Regions from separate parts of the Hordeum vulgare genome. Here region 1 is linked to region 2. A link is a contact called in public Hi-C data. All regions are on one chromosome and are shown on one strand. Each heading gives the region's core, a stretch centred on a gene start, on an enhancer-like site or on the middle of the called end of the contact. The rest is flanking DNA. Distances are from core to core; before and after follow the strand shown.

Region 1 (6,279 bases), core at 1,045-3,544, 210 kb before region 2:
TTCCTCTAATTCATACTTGTAATCGTGCATCGCATAAGGCAACCATTGTAATACATATTACAATAAATCAATCTTAAAGATGCGTTCTTTAATGTTTTCGTCATGTGATCTGAACTCCATGTGTGAGTAGTTCAGTAAAGTATTGGTTGAGAGATAGGCCTTACAACCCTGTGTATTTGTTGTGAGGATCAATGGAAGAGCTTTGAATTATGGTCATGTACGTGTGACTTCTTTTTCCATATATGTCTTTTGCCTTGTCCGTGTTCTTCATCCCTGCATGTACCCAGGATCATAGAGAGCGAGTCACATAAATGATAAGGATAGGGAGAACGTGAACTGTTATTCTGAACACCACATGACAGAAAGGTTTAGTATGGTAACATGGATCAAATCCCTGGGATTCATGAGGTGTAGTTGTTAAAAATCAAAAGCTCTTGTCTGATTATTATAATCTGAATTATCGAGGCAACCCTGCTCGACGAATAGGGCCTTCAGTAGCACAATTGATTCTTGATGCATGACTCATGCCGGTCAAAATGTTATTTGGACACATCCCCCACTTCGGTTTGTAACAAGCACATCTCAGTGGGTGACTTCCAGCGCACAAATTATGAAACTATTTGGTCCCAATACAAATAAATGATTGTAAGCATTAAAACACCTCATACACGTACTCCCTCCGTCACGGTTTAGAAGGCGTGCATGCAAATTCTCTAGGACCTAGGTGGTTATTGATTGGCTGTGAAATGAGTTAAAAAATAGCATTCACACTATACATGCATATAGAAGTAGTACCACGGAGTACTAGTTAGCTGCTAGGAGTAAATGCAACGTGCCTTAATCTTTGTCTATTTTGGAAACGCACGCAAGTCTAACCGTGCCTTCTAAACCGTGACGAAGGAAGTACCTCTTTTCATTATAAGTATTTCATCACCATTTACTTGATTGATTCAGTCAAAAGATGGAATTACTCCATACTATTGCTTGCTAGTGACCGCTTCAAGGGAACTCGATAATCCAGGGTCACTTTTTTGGGGGAATAGGCGTGGGGTACTTTCTGTTCCGTTATCGGATCACACAAACAGAAAGTATCACTTGACAACTTGAGGATGGTAGAAATAATAGTCTGCTACGAGGCCGGAACCCTCTATCATATGCAACACGAGAAGGCGTGCGAGCTGGATGATGATGGGACTACATATGGGGTATTTGAACACATTTTCTTTCGGGTTTGTAGCTTGATGGAGTGCAAGGTAATGATGAGCGATGAAATATGTGTCGTGCGGAGCCGTTTCATATGCATTTGTGGCTACATTGTGGTCGATTTAGAGTGGTAGCGGGATGTGAGTTAATGCACATTTGTGGCCGAGGAATTGTCGGTCGTGGCAACGATAGTAGGAGGAGGAACGCCAACCGCAACTGGTGTCCGGGAGAGCTTCTAACATGACGATGGCTAACTCAGAGATTGTCAAGGAAGCGTCCGACGGCTGGCCGAGGTACTGGCTGGGGAGCATAGTATCAAAGTCGGCGATTCGTTGTTGGACTGCGCGGAGACCGGCGGAGAGCGACGACGACCGGATAGGGCAACATAGGGCGTGCACGGGAAAGATGGATACACAATAAAGAATGGGCTTAGAACATACATAACATTTGAAACTCTCACTCGGACAACCCATGAACAAAGTGGCTAGCTCTATAGTACATCAGGAAACTTTTAAAACTCTCGCTCCGATAGGTGAGTACAAAAAAATCATCAAGTCGGAGACACACGACAATAGTTTGAAAAAAGATGACAACGTGGACACATAAATAGTTATTTTCACTTAACGGTGCCAACACTTTGTAAATGTGAAAACCGAACGCTTATGTGACATCATTGTTGATGCGAACGATGTGCATGTTAAGAGAATTGCTAGTTTTTTTAAAAAAAATTGTAAGATGTATTCCTTCTATACCGAATTACTTGTAGTTGGGGAGAGCTAGACTAGTTTCCTCCAACTATAATTATTTTGATACACAAGGAGTAAGATGTAAGATAAGGCGATGCATGAAGTGTGAGCTCTTAAATGTTGATTAACTTTATCCATTTCTTTGACAGGAGATCTAAAAGCATATTAATTCTAAATTCTTTCGCACTTTTGGTAATTAGATACTCAAACAAACATGCTGTACTTGGTAGCTTAGCGTGCACCGCTATCATTACGGAGACACTGGAGGGCAAATGTGCAAAAGACTTCCAACAGACACCCCACTACTAAAAATTCCACCCATCTTCTCTGCCCCGTTGGTTCCTCCTCCTCCCGTCCTCAGATCAGATCCGATCTCTCGCTCGCTCGCTCGCACCGGCCGGGCGAGACGACGCACGACCGACCCCCCTCCCCTCCCCTCCGACTGCGTCCTCTCGCCACCGCCGTCTGCCGCCATGGCGGCGGCCAACGCCCCCATCGCCATGCGCGAGGCCCTCACGGTAACACGCGCGCGCATCCTGCTGTCCGCTTCCGCACCCCCCTCCGGGAGTCAGATCAGATCTCCCGGCAGGGGCCGGAGCTCGCGGCCGACCGACTCGACTGACTGACTGAACCGTCGTCCATGCTGTTGTTGCTTGCAGCTCACGAGCCTGGGGATCGCGCCGCAGTTCATCACCTTCACCCATGTCACCATGGAGTCGGACAGGTACATCTGCGTGCGGGAGACCTCGCCGCAGAATAGCGTCGTCATCATCGACATGGCCATGCCTAGCCAGCCCCTCCGCAGGCCCATTACCGCCGACTCCGCGCTCATGAACCCCAACACCAGGATCCTCGCGCTCAAAGGTAGATCTCGCCGACCCCTCTGCCTTTGGGATCTCGTTTCCGTACGTGCCGCGGCTTCCATCCTAGTCTGCCGCAGGATCTGTCAGAATTGGGCGGTGATCTCATCCTGTAGCTCCGTACTTAGTACAATGTGCAAATGGTCCAGTGGCTATTAATTTGCATAGAAGCCCACGATCAAGTTCCAGCTGGGGATCTGATAGTTTAGAGTGGCGATTGACAATTTAGTTACATACTTGTAATGACAAATAGCACAGTATCTCAGTGACGAATATGCTTGATCTTTTTCAAGCTACGAGCCCTAAGGTGCACTAATGGCTTGTCATCTTTTGCATATATAGATAATTCCGTTATAATAATATGCCAATGTCAGAAAGACAGCTTGGTGATCTAATATCTTAAACTTGCCGTTGAATTGCGATGAATACATATGTTCTAGAATTTGAAAAGTGAATGCTCCAATGAAAGGTCACATACATCCTTTCTAGCTTGTGCTGATGTGTACTGAAATCCTACACTTTAAATGCGTATGATAGCTGCTTATTGGTTGTGCTCTGAGATCAGAGTTCCCATGGATTGCATGGCGTCTATTTTGTCTATACTGTAACCATGACCACAACGTAGATTCCCTATAGTTGAGCTTAGCTTGGACTTTGGATGGGTCATCGTATATAGGAGTTAATATATGAACTTGTGCAAGTACTTGTATGCTGTTGTTCTCATTGAATTGATGACTTCTCCACGAACTGGATCTGCTTGTATTGTTTACGGTCTATTTTTGTCAAGGAAAATGCTACCTTAGTTTTGAGAGAAAACTGTAGGGTGCGGTCCAACGGTATGAATAGTATTAACAACTAAAACGAAATATGCACAAGATATGGACATGGGGGAACATGCAAATTACGTACACTGCTAGGCCTAAATGGGATGTACAATGGAATTACCCCAGGCACAGAGCTTCTATACCCTGTTGAGCTTAAACTATGGGAGAAGGGCCTTCCTTCTAAATGGTGGAGCCCACCAAGGCCTGTGTTAATATTTTCAAAGATTTTGGTTTCCACCGCTTCCTAATGTGCTATGAAGAGGCTTTCTGTCTATTCTTTTTTAAATTGAATGCTCCCTTATTACCAGTCCTCTTTGTTTTGGCTAGTTAGTTATGATAAAGTAGAACTTGCATGTAAAACCCTATTTTATGTGATAATTTTTTTACGTTGCTTTCTACATACAAATAGAATAGTGATACCGGTTCTGCAAATAAACGGACATCTGCCATGTGATGTTCTTGCAGAATCAGAATTGCCCATCTTAAATCGCATAAAGTTAAAATGACTGGTTCCTTTTTGCAAATATAAAATAAAAGGATAGTGTCTGCCTGTCTGGCTACTGCATAGTTGCCCGGGTTCATTTTTTTTCTTTTGTAGAAACCGCATATTCATACATACCGTCTGTGTACTTTGATCTATGTATTTCAGGAGTTCACCAATAGACATGATAAAATCCCACCTTTTTCTTTGCAGCTCAAATACCTGGAACCACGCAGGATCACCTGCAAATCTTTAATATTGAAGCTAAAACTAAAATTAAGTCACACCAGATGCCTGAGCAGGTGAATGTTTTAAATTGTTTTCAAGTGTTCTTGCTCCTTCAGTTTAAATGCTAATGTGTAATCTTACTTGATAGTTGATACATCTTGCATATCTCCTTCTACATTCACAGGTTGTGTTTTGGAAATGGATCACCCCAAAGTTGCTGGGGTTGGTAACACAGGCATCAGTGTATCACTGGTCAATTGAAGGTCACCCCTCCGACAGATCACATTTATTATCGGTTATATACTTCCAGATTTGCATGATTTGGCTACTACATATACAAAACCAAAATAATCATCGCTTGCTATCGCTGGAATGCAGGAGATTCTGAGCCCACTAAGATGTTTGATAGGACAGCTAATCTGGCTAATAATCAGATTATCAACTATCGTTGTGATCCAGCGGAGAAGTGGCTCGTGCTTATTGGAATTGCACCTGGTGCCCCAGAGGTATGATTAACAGACATTCTTAATATGTGTTATCATAACGTAGTGCACCACTGTCTTCCCAATTGAACACGATATGAAGACTACAATTGCTTTTGCTTCTCTTCCTGACATTTCCATCTCGATGATTTTGGCCCCTCTTGCTGTGTAAGAATATAACTTGTAGTTTTCCAGAATTAAAAGCAAATCTACCACAGTGAGCTAGCAGAGCAGTTGTTGTAGGCACTTCTTAAATGATATGCTTTGTCATATGTGCTTCTCACATTGATGAGCTTTCCTTTTCACCTATCAGAGGCCACAGCTGGTAAAGGGAAATATGCAACTTTTTTCTGTGGATCAGCAGCGTAGCCAAGCTCTTGAAGCCCATGCTGCTTCATTTGCAACATTCAAGGTACTATTCAGTTATTTAGTGCTGCTTATATAATTTTGTTTATCTTCTAGTGTTTAACGACTGCTTGGTTTTCCTAACCAGGTTCCTGGCAACGAGAACCCATCCACCCTCATCTGTTTTGCTTCTAAGGCATCTAATGCTGGAACACTTACTTCTAAGTTGCATATTATTGAATTGGGCGCCCAGCCAGGTTTGCATTTAGAACCCTGAAGTTCTACTTTTATTTCTGCATTCAAATTCTTAGTCGAGAAAACTTCAGGCACCTATCATGTTGTAGACACAACTGAATTTCTTTATCCACCATACACTTGCCATTAGATGTAGCCATTGAAAGATTGCTCTGTACATTTTATCCTGTATTTCCCTTGTAGGGTTTTCCCCAAAAGTGTCTTGCATGGTCATTAAAATTTTGCTTTTATTTTGTTTAAATTAAGTTCATTCCTCTGTTTTTACTTTTGTTGTCGGTTCGTTTCATGCAGGGAAACCTGGCTTTTCCAAGAAACAAGCCGATCTCTTCTTCCCACCAGATTTCCAGGATGACTTTCCTGTAGCCATGCAGGTATCGTTTTAAGTCCCATAAGATGTATACCCTATTAGGTACCACATAGATCTAATTCATTTTGTTCTTTTGATTACAGATCTCTCAAAAGTATGGCCTTGTCTACGTAATCACGAAGCTTGGTCTGCTGTTTGTATATGACCTGGAAACTGCTGCGGCAGTTTATAGAAATAGAATCAGTCCAGACCCCATATTCTTGACTGCAGAGTCTTCTACAACTGGTGGATTTTATGCCATTAATAGAAGAGGGCAGGTTTTGCATGCCACAGTTAACGATGCAACTGTTGTGCCTTTTGTCAGTGGTCAAGTATGTTGTTTTACTTTCTTTGATCCCTTGGCGATGCGTATGTTAGTTAATCCTTTCAAAGTTTTAACACATTCTGGTGCATGCAGTTAAACAATCTTGAACTTGCCGTGAATCTTGCCAAAAGAGCCAATCTTCCTGGTGCAGAGAACTTGGTATGCTTTTTTTTTCTGTGTATGA
Region 2 (5,912 bases), core at 686-3,185:
TTTGTACTAACTTTAAGAATAACACCAACTTCAGACTACCACTCATTGGTATGCTCTATTCAAACTTGGCAGCCACCATAAATACTTCTTTCAAATGGAGTATTATTAAACTGAATCTACACAGGAAGGATGTCGACCTTCATTTCACTAAGTCATACTCCCTCTGTTCCGTGCAATAGGGCATGTGATTTTTTTTCATGCAATTACTAATAGAAGGCATCCCATCAATCTCACGCCAATTCTACCAAAAATACCCACACCAGCTGTTACAAAGTTTTTAAATGCAGCGATGCAGCGTCTGTAAAACTGGTGTAATAACTTAATCCCCAGAACTATCATGCGGTTACTTCTACATTTCCCATCTCCCCCACAGTCTGTAGCAAGAAAGGCCAGCATAACATGCGTCTGCTTTAGGACCGACATTTAATTAGGGGTAAGATTGGAACGATTGACCACTTTAGGCCTGTCAGGTTTTGCAAAATAAGTAACCTTTATATCAGAAAAGAGAGTATTACCAGTACTAATTACATGTCCAGAATTACTAATAGCTTAACATTGTCCTAAAAGCTTGACCACAAGTCCATGAACATGGAAACAGAAGTAATACCGTTTGAGTCGCAATACTTCCTGTCCTCGCAAAATCATTCGCCTCAAATTCTCGGAATAATCTGCACACATGATTTATGATGATAACTTTACTAGAGCCGCACCAAGTAAGCAAGCATGCATTAGCAACAATGTGCAAAGCTAAAAACTACAATATGGGGCTACCTCTCGACATCATCCCTTGGGAGATTCGTAAATAACAATCCAGAAGCACCTTGAAGGAACTAGATACAGAAAAGTTGCTGTCAGCTAAAACCTCACAAGGATGGTGTGGATTACACTTAACAGTATATACCAAATACTGGCGAAGGATGAATCACCTTGGAGAGTTTATGCAGGCCTGTCTTAGCTTCATCAGCAGGTGACCGCCCCAATGCTATCTGCATGACCTTCTTTCCAGCAAGGAATATCCTGAGAAAAAAAATTGTACGAAAGTGACTTATCACTTTATCAGGGTTCCAAGGTACTGTCTAGCAAAACAAAGCAGCCTGTATCAACGAGCGAAAGTAACTTGTGTTGATTCAACAGCAATAACTGCTGTTAACGTTTGGAAATCGGTCACTGTTGTGAAGGAAAAGGTTCCAACCCAACCATATCCTACATTGATCTTGGATAGCAGTAGAGATGACACAGCATAACGGATACTGTAATTAGTAGTAGCAAATAAAGAGTGGAACCTACCGGCTAGATGACTTGAGTTGGTCCCTGAGGGCCTTGAGCTTCTGATTCCTCATATTGTTGTAGGTGAAGACATAGGCGCTGCTGTGGCGCTCAATCGCGTCTTTTATCTCCGTGACCACCTTGCCCTTACGCTCTAGGCCCGGCTTCTTCTTGGTCTTCGACAAGGTGACTGCGTCCATCATCAAGCATCGAATTTTTTAGCATGACATGATATAAATTATAAAACAAAACAAAACAAAAAATGATACCTCGAAAAAAGAAAAAAAGAAAATCTTGCTCGCTGGAACTTGGGTTTCAGTTCTTGATTAGCAGAGATTTAGGTTCAAATAGGTTCCAAGGAGAGGCACAGATCATCATCTAGAGTATTGCAGTAAACTAGAGCATATAAACACTACTGGTTGTGGGAACTAATCCAGATACACAGGTTTGGTCGAATCAAGGAAGCGAGCAGAGGCAGGAGGGGGGGACTGAGGGCAGCGGAACGGAGCGAGTGAGCTGACCTGAGCGATTGCGCTTGGATTTCGGCATGGCGGAGGCTTTGGATTCGTCTTCCTTGGCTGCTGTCCTGGGAGTAGCGGCGGCGGCGGCGGCGGTGGCAGTGCCTAGTGTTCTAGGGTTTTGAGAGGGTTCTCTCTCTCTCGTCCTGCCGGCTTTTGTTTAGTGTTGCGCCGCTCGACGAAGGGGAGAGAGGCCGCAGGGCAGGCCTCTGTTGGACCAGAACAGGCCCGACTATCCCCATTCGCACTTAGCCTGGCCCATTAATCTTTACGAACATTTTTTCTATGTCTCGCTTGCTGCGAGACAGCCGGTAATGGCCCGGCCGAGTATCCATGTGGACTTCCCACGTTGATGCCACGCACCGTTTTTTCTTTAATTTCGTTTATATTTTGAGATATACTAAATGGAAAATACTTCTTGCTCACCGGACGGATCTCGCAAAACATCCACCACCTCGTTTACTCGAGCGTGTCCCATAGACCGTAAAAGATGGAGCATCTTTCTATCCAGTCATTCGTCTCAAACCTTCTCTTATCCATTTCTGCACTATATTCAACCGCTGCTTCACTGCAGACCGAAAACATGCCTCGACTGTGAGTCGCCGGCATAGACTAATACTGGAAGCCGGCAACCCGGTGCTGCGTTATGGCAGCTCGCGTCCTGACTGATGAGGACATCAACACCATTGTTACACCCACAGCCCCAGCTGCTGTACATACTGGACCAGTTACTAGAACTCGTGCACGCCAATTGAATTACCAGGTACTTTCATTTCTTGGAAATACTTCTAATGTTCATGAACATATGATGCTGTCCAAGTTAGATACTTTGTTGTGTTCTTGAATGAAGGACCTAGCATGGACAAGAAGGATATCCGTTGGAGCGGGATCAAGCATGAAGAAGAAGGTGCACGCGCGCGAGAGAACAATGAAGCTTCCACTGGTGATTTTCGCACTCTAAAGCCACCATAAGGAGAGCATGAAGGCTTTGGACGAAATATTCAAGATGTCACTTTATAAATTTCATCCATAGGCTATTATAGGTGTTGCGCCACCTTATTTTTGGCCGAGGCCCATGTAATTTCGAAATACTATAATATAGGCTATTTTTAGAGTCCGTATGTGTGGGGAAACCGAGTTTAGGGCTGTTTTTGGACCCCTCCTCTAAGGGTCACGAAATTGCCTCTCTATTCCCTCATATATACAACCCTTAGGGCACCGTTTAGACTTGGGTTTTGTTTAGATTACAAGTTCGCCATAGCTGCAACTTCGCGTTCTTCGTTTGTGTTCTACGACCAGACAAAGGCATCACAGAACCCCACCTTCATCAATAAAGTTTTCCTCTTATATTCGCAATATCTTGATTGCATCTTGGTTTCTTGCTTGTTCTTTGTTTGCGTGCAGGAAACAGACCTTCGTGGTCAGGTTGATCGTGCTCCAGCATGGCCAATAACCTCTCGGAGTTGGTTTAGCGATTGCTAAGGCACGACGTCCTCACACGTTCGTAGTCGGATCGTTAAAGTCTACTCCACCAAAACGATACCCACGATCTCATCAAAAGACACGGACAACTTCGCCTTTATCAAGTGGTATCAGGTTTTCAGGTTGCTCGGTGAGATTTTACCAGTTTTTCGTAGTTAGATCGCGTCTGTTCTTCATACCTATAGTCCACAAAAAAGCCAAAAAAATTAGGGTTAGATCATCATATCCGAACCAATCTGAGCCTTTGCATAGTCTTTTCAGTAGTTTGCTTTGTTGAAATTGCGGTTACATCGTCGTGTCGAGTTGCTGGTCTTAGTGTCTAGTTCTTTAGAGTTTCGAGTTCTGTTCACAGGTTATCACACCGCCACTGCACCATCTTTCATCGCTGCCATATACCACCTCCACGCTACCATCATCGTTGCTGCCATATACCACCACCACGCCACCATTATCCTTCCTGTCATATACCACCACCATATATCCACCACAATCCTTTATGCTTTAGGTTAATTTTGAGATCTTTTTGCTTTCGGTTTCGCGTTTCCTTACCTGAGTAGGTTTCGGAAAAAAAATAAAAAAAAATAAGAGAGTTTTGTTAGGCTTTCCAGAGCATTTTTTAGGCCAAAATTTCGAGGGGTGAAATTTTTTTCCCATATCGTTTTGTTAGGCTTTTTAGAGAGTTTTGAGACACTCGCCATCATAGTGATTTTTATCGCAATTTTTCGTCGTCGCAGCCCCGAATTGCTCCAGAAATAAAAAAAAATGTCAAAACAAATTCGTGCCTATCCTGTTTTTTGTGCTTGGGAAGAGTTTTGAGACACTCGCCATTATAGTGATTTTCTGGAGAGAAAAAAAAGAGCGCAAAAAAGGAGGAAAAAATCAGAGTGGCTCTTCCCTTGATTAGTACGTGTCATCGTGACTTCGTTGGTATTCTAGGCTGGCGTCTCTAGTACGGTCTAGCCTAGGACCAGCACGGTACCGTCGTTGAGCGTCTTTTCAATTTTGTATCTCTGAACTGATTATTGCTCACCCTTCTTGCTACCATATTATAAGCCTTTCCAGATCCACATACATCTACATCGTGTGTTTGACACCACCTGGCAATCGCTCTATCCAAGCTTTGAGAGTATTGACTACACCGGTTGCCGATAGCCACCTGCTGCTGGGTAAGAATTGGTAAGAAATTGAGATTTGCTTGACGGATTTGTGACACACCACCACCGCCACCACCACTTCTTAGTAGTCGGTAGGTTCATATTCTTCTGTGTTCCTATTGCTCCAAACCATGCCAGGATCACACGACGAGGAGATCGACTTGGAGAACCTGACCAACCGGGAGCTCCTTGACAAATTTCAGCAAATGATGTCTGACCAGGTACAGGATTTCGTGATCACCTTTAGAGAGGCCATGGACAAGCTCGAAGGTATGGAGAAGAAATTCGACACCAAGATGAACGCCAAGTTCGATGAGGTGCTTGTTGGGTAATGTAGCAAAAATTCAAAATTTTCCTACGCCATACATAGATCTTCCTATGGAGAAACCAACAACGAGAGAGGGATGAGAGCATCTTCGTACCTTTGAAGATCGCTAAGAGGAAGCGTCGCTAGAATGCGGTTGATGGAGTTGTACTCGCTGCGATTCAGATCGCGGTGTGATTCCGATCTAGTGCCGAACCACGGCACCTCCACGTTCAACACACGTGCAGCCCGGTGACGTCTCCCGCACCTTGATCCAGCAAGGAGGAGGGAGAGGTTGGGGAAGTGCTCCGGCAGTACGACGGCATGGTGGCGGTGGAGCGACGAGGTCTCCCGGCACGGCTTCGCCAAGCACCGTGGGAGAGGAGGGAGAGGAGAAGCAGGGCTGCGCCGAGAGAGAAAGAATTGTGTGTCTCCAATGGCCAAAACCTCCACTATATATAGGGGGAAGGGGAGGGGGCACACCCTTTATGGTTCCCACCCCAAGGGGTGCGGCAGTCCTAGATGGAAGGGGCTGGCCGGCGGCCAGGGGAGGGGAGAGGGTGGTGCACCCCTATGTGGGCGTTAGGCCCACCAGCGCCTAGGGTTCCTATCACACCCGAGATGCGACCCTATCCTCAATTTGGCACGAAGGCCTCGTCAGGGATAGAAGCGCATCTCGTCGTGTCGCAAGAATGGATATCGTTACAAGTACATGTACTGAAAAGAAGAGATATATATACAGAGTTGGCTTACACTCGCCACAAGCTACATCAGAGTCACATCAGTACATTACATAATCATCAAGTGTAAGAGCACGGTCCGACTACGGACGAAAACAAACGAGAAAAATAAGAACGACGTCCATCCTTGCTATCCCAGGTTGCCGGCCTGGAACCCATCCTAGATCGATGAAGAGGAAGAAGAAGAAGCAACTCCAAATGAACAATCAACGCGCTCACGTCAAGTAACCTTTACATGTACCTGCAACTGGTGTTGTGGTAATCTGTGAGCCACAGGGGACTCAGCAATCTCATTTCCAAAGGTATCAAGACTAGCAAAGCTTAATGGGTGAGGTATGGTTAAGTGGTGAGGTTGCAGCAGCGGCTAAGCACATATTTGGTGGCTACACTTACGAGTACAAGAATTAAGAGGGGGAAGATCTACACATAACAGACGTGAACTACGGAT

Evidence for each region. Hi-C and Micro-C count contacts between places; a contact is called where the count stands out from the background.
Region 1: a Hi-C map of leaf shows a contact between it and region 2, with 2.0 times the contacts expected there. The contact joins the promoter of LOC123452830 here to the promoter of LOC123395342 in region 2. A contact is called at or near these places in 3 of 6 Hi-C or Micro-C datasets (leaf and seedling).

What each region holds. Positions count from the first base shown.
Region 1 is chr5H:332,686,138-332,692,416 of MorexV3_pseudomolecules_assembly, reverse strand. It overlaps LOC123452830 (clathrin heavy chain 1-like), which reads left to right and starts at 2,294. Exons shown (of 30, transcript XM_045129553.1): 1 at 2,294-2,467; 2 at 2,609-2,813; 3 at 4,328-4,416; 4 at 4,527-4,605; 5 at 4,721-4,848; 6 at 5,138-5,236; 7 at 5,318-5,426; 8 at 5,716-5,795; 9 at 5,875-6,102; 10 at 6,189-6,254. The coding sequence starts at 2,423.
Region 2 is chr5H:332,480,228-332,486,139 of MorexV3_pseudomolecules_assembly, reverse strand. It overlaps LOC123395342 (mRNA turnover protein 4 homolog), which reads right to left and starts at 1,935. Exons shown (of 8, transcript XM_045090336.1): 1 at 1,788-1,935; 2 at 1,288-1,456; 3 at 927-1,017; 4 at 772-830; 5 at 608-668. The coding sequence starts at 1,815.